Linked DNA regions of Pan troglodytes: region 2 is linked to region 1. A link is a contact called in public Hi-C data. All regions are on one chromosome and are shown on one strand. The core of a region is the stretch at or near the end of the contact, and the rest is flanking DNA. Distances in the headings are between cores, read along the strand shown.

Region 1 (5,502 bases), core at 1,236-3,735:
GTTCACAGTTTAGGACTACCTGAAAATGCACGTCTCAAAAATCAGATTGGGATGGGGTGGAGGGGCCTCGGGAACGTGGATTTGCACAGCCCTTGCGTTGTGTTTCCCCTGCTTTTGTCCAGTGGAAACTGAGTCTCCAGAACAAGCTGGCGCCTCGCGGGTCGGCCAGTAAGGGAACGGGTGCGCGTGGCTCGCCTCCATCTCCCCGCAGTGCCAGACGCTGCTCTGTGCCAAGGCGGGGGCTGAGGAGCAGGCGACTGCTGAGGGTGTTTGCTGCTGTGCTGGGTTTCTTTGGGATGGAGTTATCAATGGGCGCAGAGATCGTCCCTAAATCGAGAAATCTGGTTCTTTAAAGCCTCAGGGTGCCCTCAGCAAGCGGCTTTAAAAGGGCCTCACTGAACATTCCCCACCCCACCCATGCCCAGAAAGGTGGGCGAGGTAGATGGGCGCAAAAAGGCGTCGGGCTACCAGACTTCTGCGACGGCCCTGAGGCAGCAGGGGACTAGGAGAGGGGCAGAACCTCTGGACACTAGGTGGAGAAGGGGAACTTGCCACTTTGGGGGAGGGGAGGAGGAAGAGAGAGTACTGAGATGTGAGGGAGGCCTAGGAAGAAAGGCAGAGGGAGGGGAGAAGGAAAGCAAGCAAAAGCAATCCCACCCTTACAGGAGGTCGTCACCCCGCGGAAAACAGACACAGGGTTTCTGACCCCTGCCCGGTCCGCCTCGGCGTGGAGCTAGGGACCCCCGCTCGGCGCTCCCTGCCACACACGGCCCCCACCGGGAGGAGCGGGCCAAGCGGGTGCCAGAAGCAGGTGACTTTATTCACTGCTTCCCCAATCGGCGAGGTCCCGGGACTCGTTTTCCGCCTGGAGATTAAGATCATTGCTCGCGTAATGGCCTTAATGCTTTAGGGTAGAGGTGAGTGTGTCTGCGAGTGGGCAGGGGTAGAAATTACCGACCCGATCGATGGGAGACTGGCTTAAAACTAAATCCCTTTTCTCCAGGGCTTCACCGCCCGGGTTTCCCCTCAGTGGGCTGAGAGCGCCGGGATGCCAGGAGGCAGCGCGCGGAGGGGTGACCCGTGGGGCGCGGCAAGCCAGAATCAAGGCCCTAAAAATGCTTCCCCCATCTCCCCACTGAGACCCCCAGGGTACTATTTTCAGAGCAAAGGCGCTTTAAAGCTCAGATGTTGGCGAACTGATTGCTCAATACGTTGTTTGTTTTTCCTTTCAGCTCCGCCTAGGGAGAGAATGTTTCAGACTCCTTGGCGGGTAGAGCGGGCCGAAAAGGGAGCCCTCCCTCTCCCAGCCATCAGCTGTCTTCCTCAGGTCCCCGACCCCCCCTTTCTCGCTCACTACTTTTTCCCCAAACCCTGGGATTCCCAGGCTCCTGTAGTCTCCGCACCGTGGCCACCTTAAGTGAAACGCGCCGCTAGCAGCCAGTGGGTAAGGCATGGCATGGGAGACGAGAATGAGACAAGGAAAAGTGCCCAGCCAGGCAGGGCGCCCCACTACCCAGTTCCACGCCTCTCTCCATCGGCGTCCAAGCGCCTACCCGGGAGCTTTGCAGCATGAAGTTACGTTTTTACTGCCTTCCCGTGGGCCAAGGGCCTGAGGGTATCCGAAAGGCTGGGGAAATTTGCAGAGCTTTTAAACTGATCCTGAGGAGCTTCTGCCTAAGGCGTCGGGGTGCTGTCTACGGCTTCCCGGCTGCGGCTCCAGACTCCGGCACTCTCCTCCCAACGCCCTCCTAGCGGGCCGTGCACGCGTTCCATGTGCCCCCCAGCCCCCAGGCTCTCTGGGTCGCGCTCCCAGGGCCACTATGGGACTCTGGAGTCTGGGGCCCCCGATGTGGCAAAGTCTATTAGGAAGTCTCCGGGCTACTACAAAGCACTCCGTGAGGTTCCGAGGAAAGAGCGCCCGGACCTGCACCCAGGAGGTGCCTCTCCACAACCTCCTTCGCAGACCCCTGGTCGCCCCATCTCCAGAGACAAAGTCAACAGTCCCTTAGACTAGACTCTCAGATGGGGGTGAGGGCAGGAGGGTAAGGCAGGCGCCCGTGCAACCACCTCCCCACCCCCCGCGGCCAGAGCTGTGGTCTCGGGGCAAAGACCTGCCCGCCCACGCACTGGGGCCTAGGCCGGGACCCAGCGCATCGAGGGACTCAGGGGTAGCCCGTCCTGGCTGGAGCTCTGCGCAGTTGCCCGCTGGATTTCCTCTCGGGGCACGGAGCCGGGCCCAACCCCAGGACTGGAGCCTATACCCTTCCGCTCCTCCCGCAGACTTGGGGGACACTGCACACAGCAACTAACCCCGATCGCAAAGTCGAGCGCGAGGTCTGCACGCCGCGTGGGAGACGCGAGAGGGAGGGGGAGGGCAGGGCTTGCGTTTTTCCTTTTCAGAATCCTGCGACTTCACTACGAAGTTTGCTGGTAGGCGCCTCTGCTCCGGGGTCGGAGCCTCCCACCAAGGCTCCTTCCCCTCCCCTTCTCCCCGCCCCCGCGAGCCGAAGCAGCCGCAGCCTCCACCAGGACCCGGCCGCCCGCTCGATCCCCCTGACCCGGACCCTGCGCCCAGGTTGCAGCGCCGCCCTCCCGGCCTTGCCCCCGGGCTCGGCTGGGGGCTCTTTTCCCCGGGGCGAAACTCGCCCGCCTGGCTCACTTCAAGGAGACACCCGCTGCCTCCCGAGGAACTCCTAATACCATCCATACAGCTTTAATGCGTTTATAATTCGATAAGTGATTTCAATTTGAAATTGTTAGTAACTAATTTTATGGGTAATTTTTCCACATCAAATATTTAAGCATCAGATTAAGGGAGCCAGTTCCGACACTGGATAATAAGGGGGTTTCCCCCACTCCCGCGCCTCCGCCTCCCTCCGTTTCCTACCGAGTCGTTTTTCGAAATCCCCAAAAGATGGCAGTCGAAGCCGACTTTCCTCTTTTCCTGTGGCTCTGCGAAGGGAGGGGGAGAGAGGAGGATGGGGGAGTGCGAGAGTGGGGGGCGGAGAGAGAGACAGAGAGAGAGAAGGAGGAGGAGGAGGAGAAGGAGAAGAAAAAAAAGGGGGAGAGAAAAGCTAGACGGTGCATGGACTTTTCAGACGAATTCTTTCACACGTTTCTAATACAAGCGAAAAGCAGTGGTGAATTTCCTGGAAAAGTCCTGGCAGAAATGAAAGCCAAAAAACGTGCCTTGTGGCCTCAGGGTACGGGATGTGAGAAACTCAGCACATTCAAGCTAAATCTTCATTTTAGAACAGGAGAGGGAGAGGGAGACCCAGAGAGGAACCGACTCGACTGACTTTAGGGTCTTTCTTTGTATTTTAACATTGTATATAAATACTACACAACTAGGCAACGTGTTTCCTCGAGGACGGGACTCTGCGCATTACATAATGAGGGGAAAGAGGTAGGGGTGGGGAAGGGGAAGGGGTGGGGGCAGACTGCAGCGGGCGGAGGGGAGACTGGGGCGAGCAGCGGATGAATTGCAGACCAGTTGCCAAAACTTTTTTTTTTTTCCCTGCTGCTGCTGCTGCGGCTGCCTTTGCTGCTGCCTTTGCTTTGAATGTGGGTAACTAGGAAACAGCAAGCCGTCTGAGAAGACGGAATTTCCAACGTGTAAAATGTTCTTAACGGAACCATTGAGCGAGTGCAATAAGGCGTGAGGGGGAACTAATCTTCCCATTTAAATGTTTGTGGCAATTTTATCTAAATGAATTTTAATGCTAAACGAGGGTAATTCCCCATTTGTAGCGCGTTTACTTCTCTTTCCTGTGCTTCTAAAGCAGTCGAACATCATGCAATGAACAATAACAATAAAAATACTGTCAAGGCATATTATTCATTTTGAATGTGTTATAATTACAGCTGATTAAATATGATAGGGTAAAATATTTTTAATTTTTTGAAAAAAATTTAAATCATATTAAAAAGTAGTCTCATTCAGCCAGAGCCAGCCCCCTTTCCACCCCCCCCCACCCCCCCACCACCAAATAAAAATAAAAACCAGGTACAATTTTGTGCCCTTGTTTAGAGGAGGGCGTTTTGTTTTTGCCTTTTAGGAAACATCAAAAACACTCTCAGCACCTCTATTATTTGCCTCTTTCGGATAAGTGTCCTCAATAACCTTCGAGCTGGCTCTGAAATTTACAAGAGGAAAAGCTAAAATAGCATTAAGAGGGGAGGGCATCGAGGCAGGGGAAGAAAGGAACTGCGAAGAGCGAGGCTCTCACCTAAATGGCTCACAGAGGGGGAACTCACGGAAATAGCAGTTTATTTTTTCTAATTCCTGGACACTGCTGATCTCGATTCTTCAGAATCACCATATTCCCTAACTACTCTTCACTTGTAAACCTCCCTCCCCTAGCGCCTCTCTCTTTCTCTCTGTCTCTCCCTCTCGCCTCTCTCCCTCTCCCCACCACACCTCCTCCCCTTTCTTTCCCTCCCCCACCCATCCTGAGCCTCCTCAGGAATAAAGGCTGAAAATAACCAACTCACCCGGGCATGTACTGGGGAGGAGGAGCAAATAGACAGTTAGTTTATAAAGTTTATTATTAATTTTTAAAGTAAATAAATGGTTGTTAACTGCTAGCAACCACCTATCAAAAGAGAATGATTTCACTCACATCGACTATTTAGGTAGAGGAAGAATTGCCACTAGGTCAACAAGGGAGATTTAAACAATCCCATCTATGGGCTGGGGACGGGTAGAGGCGCTGCCAGAGATGGCTGCAGTAGGCTGAGCCTTGCTCTCTGCGCATCCACGTGTTTAGAAACAAGGCCCCATCAGCAAAAGGTGAGAATGCATTGCTACTCCAGCAGGTGAGTCAGTCAATCACACATCACCTAGTAAAGCCAACCCACAGCTGGTTTCTCTTTTCGAATAGAAAATAGAATTGCTAAGGGCCGGTTTATAGGGTGACTTGGGCCTGAATGTCAGACTTGAGTTTAAGGCTCTCTCTCCTCCGACCCATCCTTTGTTTACAAAGCAATCACTACTGAAAGGCTTATTTTTTAAAACGAATTTGCCTTAATTAAAATATTTGTATATTTTCCTTAGCTTTGGGAAGCACTTTTTATAGCAGCAATTTTATTTAAATAAAATTATAAGCTATTCCAGCTTAAACATATTATTTTCTACCATTTAGCCGGCTGCCATGCAGAAATCTTGTACAGCTGTTCTGGAAAATTGGTTAATAACCAGTTTTATCCAATGAGAACATAGAGCATATTTATAAAAATTAGATTTTGAAGTCTGGTCTCTTCAATTCGTGTAGTTAATTTCCTAATAAACATATACTGCTCATCCTAGGTAACATCCTTTAGTAAAAGACTTAACTTTGTACTTAGGTTTGCCTTTATGTGCAAGAATAATTTCACTGATATTAGATGAGTAATTCTGTTGGATGTAATTCTGAGTCTAGAGTTAGTTTAGTGCCTTTAGGCCTCAAATTTGCTGATATCAGGAGTTCATTAAGTCAGCTTAAAGAAATCAGTGGTTATTAT
Region 2 (5,640 bases), core at 1,687-4,186, 140 kb after region 1:
TGTATTTCCAATCCAGAGAACTCTGACTTTCCTCTTACCAAGGGCACAGAGAAAGAGGGAAGCATTGAGTCTCAACTACTTAACCTGCTGCCCATTGTACCTACCCATAAATGGCATCTTTATCTCTCTTTAAAGCGTCATTGACAGAGGAGCCCATGCTGGGGGCCATGGCGTTGGTATGAGCTGTGTGCGGGTACTGATGCGAGTGCAGAGGAGGCCCGTGGTTCAGGTGGTGGACCGGCTGCATGGACCTGGCTGCATGCGGGTCCCCATACATCGTGGAGGGGATGCCTACTCCATCCATGCCCCCGTAATGGGGTAGATCGTCGTACTGCATGACAAACAGGAGAGAAAGAAGGTTCAGGAGGCCAGGCGGGCAAATGGGAGAACGGCAAGGCACCGAGCTTATATAAGGTCAGTACAGCTGGGTCCTTCCACCCGGAATTCGGTGGCCTTGCATCTATAAAGCTGAGTTTTTCTTATTTTAAAATTAAAGCTTTAAGTAAAAAATACAGAATTCTCAGCGAGACTCGTCTGGGATGAATGATCTTGCCCTAACTTGTGTCCCTATCAACTAGTTTAGAAATTCAGGCTCCTTTGGCAAGAAGGAAAGAAGAAAGAAAGAGAGAAAGAGAAGCATTCTCCCGAGGGTAGAAGGTGAAACGGGCATGTCTCTGGAGGAAGAAATTCAAAATCACAATATTAAAACGTGCCAGGACACTGCAGCAAACCCGCCTAGTTTCACAGCCCCTTCACATCAGGGGGAATTAAAAAAAAAAAAAAAGTTACGATGGGAACAGCTACGCAAAGCGCGTGAATTTAGACAGGCTTCTCATTTTATTTCCCTGCCAGCGTGAGGTTAGGCAGTCCTACAAGACACTGCATTTCTTTTGCTTTCCAAGACAAACTCTGCTAAATTATACAAAACTAACTGACCCCTTATAAGTGAAACTCAAAGAAGGGTAGCTTTTCCTGAACATCAGAGCTGAATTTAGAATTGGGCAATTCCCCACCCCCAAAGTTAAAGAAAATCTATAGTTGAAGCAGCTAATATTCTATTTTCTTATTTACTCTTATGAACTTTCTTTCCAGACTAGAAGTCAAGGAGGCAAATGTTACTCACCAGGTTTAAAGCAAATTCAAAAGCAAATGCACAACTTTCCATCTTCCTCTTCCAGAAAAAAAAAAAAACTACTTTCATATTGATTGTCATTATTTTGTGTGTGTGAAATTTAGCTATTTAGGTTTTTCTAATTGGTTCATTCCAGGCAGTTATTTTCCCAAGATTTGGAGGCGCTGAGAGTGAAATGATTTTCAAAGAAAGGAGGAATTGCCACTTTCATCTCCTTAAAGCCAGAGGTGTGAAAAGAGTTTGGAAGAACGCTGACATTTGCCTGAACCAAAGGAGTAAAGAAAAATGTGTCAGCCTAGTAACTTTCTTTTGCAAACAGGGCTTTGAGGGCCAGGACACAAATTATGCAAGGAAGGCTTTTTGTAGACCCCCTTTCTTTTAAGAAACTACCTCAGTTGGGTTGTCATTGTCTCACTTTACTCTCACTGCATTTCCATTGAAAAAGGAATATGGGGAAATTAGTATTGCATTTTTAAAGTGAGTAACTGTGTGCTTAGTATTCAATTAGTAGAGGGCTTATCTAAGAGAAACTTGCAAAATATTGCCTTGTATACAAGTCTATACAAATTGAAATTACTATAAAAAGATGAATGTTTTTTGACCAAAAAATTGGCTATACTATGACAAAGTTATTTCCTTTAAAAAGCTGAATACTTCTAGTGATATTAAAGATGAGCATAATCAATAACATATCAGAAGTTTCCAGCTGTATATTTTAGTTTAAACATAACTTTAAACTTCTGATCTCTGAATGTTCAAATTACAGCTTTAGGTATCTAGCTTTAAAAAAAAAAAAACCCAGATGATTGTTTGAGCTTGCATTTTTATTTATATAGCTGCTGGTTAGGAATCTATAGATAAATAGATTCCTTTAATTAACAACTCCAAGTAACATACATAAGTCTACAAATGCATTGAATAAATCCTCTCGCTTAGGCCACGGCTTTAGGAGCCTCATTTTTTAAAAGAGAGAGAGAAAAAAAGGAAACTTTTTAGCAGTGTCTTTCGGCCACGTTTCAATTTAATCTCACATTTGAGTTCCACAATTGTTTTTTAATACGTACCCTTTGCGCCATCGGCCTCTCTGGCTCCCTTCCTACTTCAACTTCTAATATATCCTCTTTAAGGCCAGTGTGAAAAGAAACAAATATTCAAACTCCCCGGGAAAAAAAAAAAAAAAAAAGCACGACGAAAAATCCCTTAACGTCTCCAGCAACGTGAGCTACTGGTCCCAGATCTTCGGTCTACGGGACCTGAAGCAAAGCGCCCGAGTCACTGAGCATAAAAGCGCTCCGTTTCCAAGACAGCAGCGGGGGCAAAAAAAAGCAGATCTTCTCTCCCCCAAAAATCAGTTTAAAAAAAAAAAAAAGAAAGAAAGAAAGAAAAGGAAAAAAAAGAGCGCCCCTCAGACCCAACTACCAAATCTCATGGCTTTCTGCCACTCCAGCTGTCAATCACAGGCGAGGTTGTCAACGTGGTGAATGAATGATCATCCGCTCTGTCTTCTTCTGGTCAGAACACCTCAAATGTTAATATTCAAATGCACAAAGCCCTAGCGCTCGCTTCCCTTGAATCAGTCCTAATTCCTAATCAGTTTCTCTCTTCTCTCTCTCTCTTTCTTTCTCTCCCTCTCTCTCTCCCTCTTTGCAAGTGCTGCACTGGAGGGAGATTAGAGAAGGAGGGTTAAAAAAAATGTCTGTCTGAGTTTGTCTTAAAGGAGCCACGATCGATGCTGCCCGTTTGCAGTCCCCGTGCGTGTGTAAAGTGTGTGTTGCACAGGCGGAGAGGTGGATTCCGACCAGAATGCTAGAACCCGGAAGTAGTGGTGGCCATAACAGGTCGCGTCTTACACAATGCATTGGGCTGCAGCAAGTAGGCTCCTCGGCAGGGGTGGGTGCGCGAAGCGAGCTCTGGCCGCACTGGAGAGGCAGAGAGGCGCTCCATTAAATCGCACGCCCAGGCACAAACACCACACACCCAGGGCACACGCACACAAACGCAGGCAGTAGCCCGCGGCCGCCGGCTTTATTTTCAGTATTCTTTTCTCTCCCTCCCCCTGCAGACTCTCTCCCCAAAGCCGACTCTCTTGAAATAAATTGGGAATCAACGCCGGGCAGGCAGCAGCGGAATTTATTTTGCACAGGGCTCCGCGCATAGACTTCATGACTTTCCTCGAAATTATTGGGGTCTGCCAGTGTTTTTCGGGGCAGGGGGTGATGCGCAAAGTACTGAATTCTCAGAACTAAACACTGCAAGGAGAAAAGTCAAAGCGGGATCGTGGAGGAAAAGGAGGAGGGAGAAGCCGGGTTGGGAAAGCCTCTGCTAAGGAGTCCTGAGAACATGGGGTTGAGGTGGCTCGGGCTTTCTGCAGACCCAGCTTAGAGGTTTCTTTGCTGTTAGAGGTGGACGCCCGGCCGGGGGAAAGAAAATGCTAGCATTTTGTCACTTCGGGTCTGGACTCCCCCACCTCCTAGCCCCGGCGGCTCCCAGCCCCAGCCCAGGCGTCCTGCGCGAAGTAGAGAGGAAGGGAGGGAACAATGAGCTGAGCGCGGGGAATGTGCCCCCAGCGCCTGTTTACAAACACCAAGCTATTTATGATCGCCGGAAAGCGAAACCCGGCGCGGGCTCGCAGCAGCCCAGACCTCGCGGGCGGAGCCGGGGCCAGGGAGCCGCTGGGAGGGAGGCTCTTTCTCCGACCCGCTCGGGGTGAGGCGGCCGTGCGCCCAGGGCGCGGCGCGGCGCGACGCTGCCGGAGTGCTAGGCTCGGGCTGCAGCCACCGCTGCCTTTGTCTTAGAGGCGCCGAGGGGCTCCAGCCTCGACCTCTCCCGGGCCTGTAAGAACCTCGCGCCCCACTAGCTCTTTCTCCAGCGAAGCCCTGCCCTCACCACCCCAGACATCCTTCCCCGCGCTCCTCTTTCCCGTCCCCAACCTGGCTCGGCGAAACCTCCCAGTGCCAGAGAAAAAGAAATCCGCTTCGGAAGCTGAGATTTCAGACAAAAGCTGCCTGTACCTACAACTCGGAGGCTCCAACCAACCACTGTTTTTTGTTTTGTTTTGTTTTTAACTTTAACACCTATTGCCTGGGCTTTAATTCCCCCTCACCCCTTCTCTTTATTCTCCCGCTCTAAGCTTCTCCCTTGTGATTATATTTAGTGGCATTATTTTCGTATTTATATTTCTGTCCGCTGGGCTCTGATCTGCCGAGATGGCTCAGCCGCAGCAGCTCTACCAGCGGCTGGAAACCTCACATCCACAAGCAGGGCTCGCAGCTCGCTCGGCTCCGAGAGGATTTTTCCCCCTCCCTCCAGCTGAAACCTCGCAGAAAACTCCCCCTGCGGTCGACTGGAAAATGAGCTCACCCAAATCTCGGTAGGCAGCCGTGGAGGAGTGCTCGGCCAATCAGGAGGCGCCCCCGCCCAGGCCGCCGCGCATTGGCTGCGGGGAAAATCAATTATCAAATAATCGGTCAGCAGGGAGCTTCGATCTGCGGGGAATGCGAACTGCCAGTCCCTATTCCCGCCCTTAAGGTGGCCAAAAGGCTGACTCCCTCCAAGCACCCCGCCCGCGCCTCCATCGCCCCCACCCACGTCCCACTCGCCAGCTGCGGACTGAACCCTCACTCTCAAGGGGGTGTAGGTAGGGAAAGAGTTTTGAGAAAGATTGGGGGTATCCCTTCATCCGAAGATTGTTTGGGAAAGGTTAGGAGCTCTAAAATGTATTGAAGCCAACTCTTAAGCGCAAAGTAAAAGATAATTTGCGTCCGTCTGCGAGGTAGGACTGAAGATTCTATAGAGTGGGCTTCCGAGGAGCAGGAGACACAGGGCGAGCATCAGAACATAGGTCTGGAATGAGGTTCCACCGTGCGTCCGTAGTCTCCTTAGGCGACATCTATCGCTTCCTTTAGCACTTCGCAGGAGTCAACGCGGGGTTGGTTGCCCCCAACAGAGGAGCGTTTCCATAAAGCCGAGCAGATGAGCCTTCCCAGCCGCCTGCACTGCACCCTTCCCCGCCCCCAACTCCGTACTGGCACCGTGTGTGCCTGAAGGGCTGACACACGTTCTCCCAAAACCTTCAGAAGCGCTTTGCCTTGAAAGAGCTCTCCCTCTGTGTGTGTGTGTGTGTGTGTGTGTGTGTGTGTTTAAACCATCTCCAGGATCCCTTATCATTTGCTTCCTCTTTTTTCTCTCTGTTTCTCCCTGTCTTTTTTCTGACGCTTAAGTTTCAGGATCTTTTAGTTTTTTTCCATCACATACATGTGTAGGTTTTCTGGCGCAAATGCCCTGAAACATCACTTGGGAGGTTAAGACAGGCCCGCGAGTAAAAGCTGGGGACGGAGTGGGTGGGCAGCCAGGTGCATTACCAGCGCCTTTATGCCTCTGCCTACACTTCCCGGCCTCCCCCCATCCCCCCACCCCCCACCCCACGCCTCACCGTCGCTCCCCGGCCCCACAACATGAACTTGGAAGCAGAATTTCAGGCCAAGATGGAACCTCCCCGTCTCAGGAAG

What was found. A called contact is a pair of places that touch in the nucleus more often than the background predicts.
Region 2: a contact with region 1 is called in a Hi-C map of stem cell-derived neural progenitor cells, with 8 times the contacts expected there. The contact joins the promoter of MEIS1 here to the enhancer-like site in region 1. A contact is called at or near these places in 4 of 7 Hi-C or Micro-C datasets (blood, induced pluripotent stem cells and stem cell-derived neural progenitor cells), 1 of 1 datasets of contacts at active chromatin or transcription factors (stem cell-derived excitatory neurons) and 1 of 1 other capture datasets (stem cell-derived neural stem cells).

Annotation. Positions count from the first base shown.
Region 1 is chr12:56,147,771-56,153,272 of NHGRI_mPanTro3-v2.0_pri, forward strand. No RefSeq gene overlaps it. Among named protein-coding and RNA genes, the nearest start is that of MEIS1, 140 kb to the right of the region's middle. Within about 2 kb of position 2,486, at least 11 of the 24 cell types and tissues checked have an H3K27ac peak or open chromatin away from gene starts, as enhancers often do. A contact at or near this core is called in stem cell-derived neural progenitor cells, where this site is marked.
Region 2 is chr12:56,288,062-56,293,701 of NHGRI_mPanTro3-v2.0_pri, forward strand. MEIS1 (Meis homeobox 1) reads right to left here and starts at 2,937. Exons shown (of 13, transcript XM_063789038.1): 1 at 2,197-2,937; 2 at 105-331. The coding sequence starts at 2,208.